2 separate regions of the Gossypium arboreum genome follow, and region 2 is linked to region 1. The links are chromatin contacts, called in public Hi-C maps. All regions are on one chromosome and are shown on one strand. Each heading gives the region's core, a stretch centred on a gene start, on an enhancer-like site or on the middle of the called end of the contact. The rest is flanking DNA. Distances are from core to core; before and after follow the strand shown. Region 1 holds the start of LOC108484152 (probable plastid-lipid-associated protein 8, chloroplastic). Region 2 holds the start of LOC108486543.

Evidence for each region. Hi-C and Micro-C count contacts between places; a contact is called where the count stands out from the background.
Region 2: a Hi-C map of leaf shows a contact between it and region 1, with 7 times the contacts expected there. The contact joins the promoter of LOC108486543 here to the promoter of LOC108484152 in region 1. A contact is called at or near these places in 4 of 5 Hi-C or Micro-C datasets (all in leaf).

The regions. Positions count from the first base shown.
Region 1 is chr6:90,875,372-90,878,509 of ASM2569848v2, reverse strand. It overlaps LOC108484152 (probable plastid-lipid-associated protein 8, chloroplastic), which reads left to right and starts at 1,792. Exons shown (of 4, transcript XM_017787839.2): 1 at 1,792-2,045; 2 at 2,127-2,250; 3 at 2,335-2,514; 4 at 2,757-3,138. The coding sequence starts at 1,851. The coding sequence ends at 2,965. It also overlaps the pseudogene LOC108484154.
Region 2 is chr6:91,015,128-91,018,120 of ASM2569848v2, reverse strand. It overlaps LOC108486543, which reads right to left and starts at 1,558. Exons shown (of 9, transcript XM_053029565.1): 1 at 1,460-1,558; 2 at 644-745. The coding sequence starts at 734.

The DNA.
Region 1 (3,138 bases), core at 543-3,042:
GATTTGAGAGCAGCAAAGAAGATAATTGGTATGGAGATTCTTAAAGATAGAAAAGCAAGTAAATTGTATCTAAGTTAGAAAGGGTACATTGAGAAAGTTCTTTGCAAGTTCAATATGTAGAGTGCTAAGCCTATTAATACTCCTTTAGCGGCCCATTTCAAACTTTCATTAGCTTTGTCTCCACAACTAGATGATGAGATTGACTACATGTCAAATGTTCTATATTCTAGTGCAACGGGATCTCTTAGGTATGCTATGGTTTGTTCACGTCCAGATTTATCATATGCAGTCAGTGAAATTAGTAGATACATGGCGAATCCTGGTAAAGAACATTGGAAAATAGTTCAGTGGATTTTGAGATACTTGCAAGGCACTACTGGTGTTTGCTTACAGTTTGGAAGAAATAGAGATGGAGTCATTGGGTACTTGATGCTGATTGTACAATCAGTTGGAAAGCCACCTTGCAAACTACTGTCGCTTTGTCTACCGCTAAAGTTGAGTACATGGCGATTACGAGGCTTGTAAAGAAGCTATTTGGTTTAAGGGTTATTTAGTGAACTCAATGAAGACCTTCAAATCAGTACAGTATTTTGTGATAGCCAAAGTGCCATCTTCCTTACGAAAGATCAAATGTTTCATGAGAGAACAAAACACATTGATGTTAGGTATCATTTTGTTTGTATAGAAGTTTACTTCCTTTGTTTAATATTGATTTGAATACGGTGTTTCAACATTACTGCATTATTTTTATTAGATGTTGATTAGAATAATGTTTTCTAAACCTATTAATAGACACAACCTATACTCCTTGTAATCATTCGAATTTGACATAGTAAATTTTCTTCTCCTCTGCAGGTGGTTTTTTTCTCGAAAGGATTTTTACGTAAAATTTGTATGTTCTATTTTTGTATCTTTTCTTGCCATTATCAACATTCTATTTTTTATAGATATGGAGAAAATTTTAAAAGTTTATATAACTATAGCATTACAAGAAATTAAAAATTCCCAAATAATTTATGGTTATGAGCACTTCAAGTAGGTCCAACTATTACCAATTCAAATTAGTTTAATGGTAATGAAAGAAAAAAAATTGTTTTCTTTTTTCTTTCTTTGTGGCTTGGACTTGGGATGTATTTTTTTTTTTAAGAAAGGTGGAGGAGGTAAAAGTGAGGGCAACAATGGTAGTGACGATGGGCAAAGTGGAAGAACGTAATTTTTAAAATTAAATTAAGATAATTTGTAAATTTTAAAGGTTATTTTTAAAAGAATTATGACTACATCGATATGATATATAAAATTTGATGCTTTTATTAGAATGAAGAAATTAATTATTTATCATGTATGATGTTTTAAGTTTAAATTTGATTATGATCAAAATTTTATAGATTTATTATATAAAAATATAAAAATATTCTTATAAAAATATAATTTAATTTGTATATGAAAAGTTAAGTTAGTAATTTCATAATTAAATTTATACGTACCACCAAATCAATAAGATACTTATGGATACGTAACCTATTAAAAATGAGGTATGGCAATGTGCTACAATATATATATATGTATGTATAGACTAAGAGAATAGAAAGACCCATTGGGCTTATTCATCTTCAAAATAAAAATCTGTGCAGATCCATTGGGGCAGTGCTTAGACAGAAAGTAGTTTGTTTAAGGAAGGGATAATGATGGATAATGCCGAACTCAAATTTCTGCTTACGTGGCAGCATGTAATCCAGTTCTTAACCGGGGCAGTGGGTCCCATTTGGATTTCTCATTCTCCTTTCCCTCGATTATTGGTTTAAGCCAGCCACAGCTCTTCTGCTCAGAGTCATTTGGGATATCCGGCGGCCATGGCAGCTTGTTCCCTCACTCTATCGTCCTCCTTGCCTCAACCTAAACCCTCATTTTTTGGATCGAAACCCTCTCATCTATCCCTACACAGCACTTCGTTTGCGCTCAAATCCCAGTGTTTCAGGGTTTCCTCAAGTTCCGTTTCCATCTCCAGTCGCCCCGTCGATGATCTAGTTGCATCTCTTCTCTCCAAGGTCTTCTTTCTTTCACCTCCATTTAGTTCCATCAACTTGGTTTTTTTTTTTTAATGCAACTGAACACCAAGTGAGAATTAGGTGATACAAACGGATGGTGGAGTTTCACTCACCACAAAACAGCACCAAGAGGTAGCTCAAGTGGCTAATGAGTTGAACAAATATTGCGTTGATGAACCAGTCAAATGCCCTTTAATCTTCGGAGGTAATAAACAGACCAAACCCAAATTCAAACACAAATTACTGTCAAGTGAAAAGTGGTTCAATGTTGGTCTAGTGGTTTTTCCAGATTGGGATGTGGTTTACTGCTCGAATCCCACGTCACCAGGAGGCGGCTACAGAAGTGCATTGGGGCGCCTTTTCTTCAAGACCAAGGACATGGTTCAGGCTGTTGAAGCTCCTGACTCCGTACGAAACAAAGTCTCCTTCTCTGTTTTTGGGTTTCTTAATGGAGAGGTCTCCTTGAAAGGTAAGGCCACTCCCACCCTATGTTAACCTCACTAGTCATCACTTGATTTAATGTCGGCGTGTTTATCTTTAACTGGCATTACCATGTTGCCACATTGTAATTTTATGACTAATAACCAAAATTGACTTATGGGTTGGTTCATGCATAAGCACCTAGAATCCCATTTATTCATCTTTTCCGTGAAACTCAATTAATTGTGGATGTCATCTCCACTGATACGTGTTCCTTCACGCATTGTGCAGGAAAGCTGAAGGTCTTGGATCATCAATGGATTCAAGTCATTTTTGAGCCACCTGAACTGAGGGTAGGAGCAATGGACTTCCGGTATGGTGGCGAGAGTGAGGTCAAGCTACAGATCACGTATATTGACGAGAAGATCAGATTAGGAAAGGGCTCTAGAGGTTCTTTATTTGTATTTCAAAGGCGGCACGGAGGCTCAACCAACGTTTGAGACCCCCTATCCTATGCCAATAATTGGCAATGTTATGAAACTGAGGTGAAACGTTAATTAAATGGAGAGAACCATGCAATCTGAGTTGTTGAGTCAAATGCAGAATTTGTATGTATGGACATGCTTTGGGTATGTAAGAACATAGATGTGATGGATCAAATATACAACTGTCA
Region 2 (2,993 bases), core at 309-2,808, 140 kb before region 1:
CAGGAAGAAGATCTAATCTATAAAAGGTACCATTAATGTAAAAAAGAAACCTATAGAATATAGATGGTTAATTTTACATGGGACAACCACCCACTCGCAAGCTATCTGCTTGATAACATTCTAAAGAAAACAGAACCCTGTAGATAAAGAAAAACAAAAGAGATAAAGAACAATCTTCTCATATTGAATAAGAAGAATAGTAGCTCATTCTCCAATATTAAATGATATTAATAGAATCACCAATAGGTTAAGGGCAATTATAACAAACCTGTTCTCTTCTTATCATAGATGGAGTTATTGAGTAAAGGACCATGAAGAACCCCACAAATATCACATGATGACATGGTTTCATCATTATCATATGTACAAATGGAGCAACGCCACACACTGTGTTTGATTGTTTCTTTTTGGGAAGGTGTTTCTGCTGTTTTATGAAATAGATAGCATTCAGTTGGTAAGCAGAAAGATACATGCATAAGAGCTGTCAACCAGTTTGCTCCCTATCAAATTGAGCTAATCATCTTTCAGAGCCTTTAGTGAAATGTAGAGCAAACCAACAAGAAAAAACAAGATGACCTGATTGGCATCTGATCACAAAGTTAAGATACGGCAAGAAAAAAAGGAAAAAAAAAAATCCACTCACCATTTTCATCTACTTCATATCTGTAATATTCGTCGTAGTTATCATCATAATCATCATCATAATCAAGTCCATAGTTAACTTTTCGAGGCATAGTTCTAGCACCTAAAAAACAATCAGATGTTTAAATCAAAGATGGAACAAGTTGAGAAACAGAAGTTTAAGCCAAGAAAAGAGTCACGTATGCTTTAATAATTGCAGGAATTCACGAGGAACTCAAATCAAACTTTAATTGATAATAAGGTTAAAGACTTACAAGCCCAGGTAGTGACCTTAACCTAAAAATGAAAACGTCGATAACTGCAAATAGCCATACTAGAAAGAGCTTGATTCCGATACGAAGTTTAGTTTCTCTCCCACATCAATGAAACAGCAACCCAAAAACCCTTCAGTTAAAAAAGCATATAAACTCTTGCACTTACGTTTTGCCCCAACTACTTCAGATTTGAAAAGCTTCCTTCAATTAGAAGTAAAATAAAAATTTTAAAAAAAGAAAAGAACACTACAGATTCAAACTATCTGACATAGGTGAGGAGTGAGGTTAACATTTTTAAAGTTAAACTTAAATAAATAAATAACTAAACAGGTTTTTTTTTTAGTGTAGGTTTTCTGAGCAATCAAACAAGGTTGAGAATGAGTTATGAAAAATCAATCTGCAAGCATTAATGATGTTTTTGGAAGAATCGCAATCGATTACAATTTACTTGGAATTTAACTCCAATATTGTAATAGTCTGGTACTATTGTTTTCATTTAACTTAGCTTAACTCTTTTGTAGGAAAAGAAAAATAGAAGAAGAAAAAAGAAGCAAAGAAAGTACCTGAGTGAGGCCGAGGGTGAGGATGATGAAGATGGAGAATGCCTCTTTTTGTTCCTTTCTCTTCTCATTTTTATTCTTACTTGTTGGGCTAAATCATTTTTCCAGCCCAAAACGTTTCTTTGCCAAGTATAAAGGAAGAGCCTACTCCAAAATGGGCCAGGCCGGCAACATGTCTCTCTCTTTTATAGTAATCTTTTGTGTTAATATATATAAATTTTTTGAACTTCACCACTTGTTTGTAATTTGTACATAACTTTTTTTACTATTTAAATTTTAATTTTGTCAAACATTTTGATAGTATTTGAAAAATCATCTAGAATTTGAGTATGATTATTTATAATTACACTGATGATATGTTTGGGTAATTGGTGAGTCTCACTAAATTGGGTGCTATTGAAGTATCTTAATTACACTTTTCAATTTTTAAAGGAAGAGTGAGAATTTGAGTAATTACACAGATAATTACACCCAAACTCAATTACTCTATGACTTTCCAAACATTGATACATGATTTAGCTTTAAAAATATTTTTATACAAGTTTAAATTATGAAAATTATATTATAAGAATAAACATGTATGAACATTTGGAATGATTACGTCCAAAATTTTCTAAATTTATATTATAAATCTTAAAATGCCATATTATAAAAATTAATCATGCATTTTATAAATTTATAAAAAATTTATATTAATCAAATTCTATAAAAATGATGAAGTTATGGTAAAAGGTATACTATTAAAAACATGTATTATAAATGTGTTATAATATAATTTTTATAAAAGTTACAGGAAAAAAGTATAGAGTTACATTTTCATGCTATATATTATAAAAAGTAATATATTTATTTATAAAAGATATTATAATTTTTGCAATAACTTATTTATAAAAATAACGTTATAAAGTTACAGTAAAAGTTATATTGTTTATAAGCTATTAGACACTTTACAATTTTTTTTTAAATGTTATATATCATAAATTTTATATTATTTTAAACCTATTTTATTATAAAAAGTTATAGCCTAGCATAAATTTTTCTCTAAAAATTTACTTGAGTATTTATAATCAAAGCTATAACTTGTTTATACTATAAATCTAAATATTATGCGGTATATGATAATTGTTCAAATACAAAAAGTTTTCTTGCACCATATCATGAGGTACAGTTCCATTTGAGAAAATGAAGTTGGAGGCAAGTACTAGACGTCTCACAAACTCTTTAATTTTAGATATTCAAAGCTTTGAAATGTGGTTGAAATAATAATTTTTGTTCTAAAAAAATATTTTCCATATTAACATCACCTTATTATAGCATAAAAAATAACGTCATATCGTACTAGCATGTTGCAAACTTCATAACTTTATTCGTAGACAAAGTTGGGATAATCCATACTTTGAAGAGTACATGGAAGAAGGAGATATTGATAATATTAATGATACATATTCAGATTCAGATAATGAAGAACTCGATCAAGAACCAACATATGATGACAAGGACTATATGTTAAATGTTAAAGAGGGAATAACCCAACAAA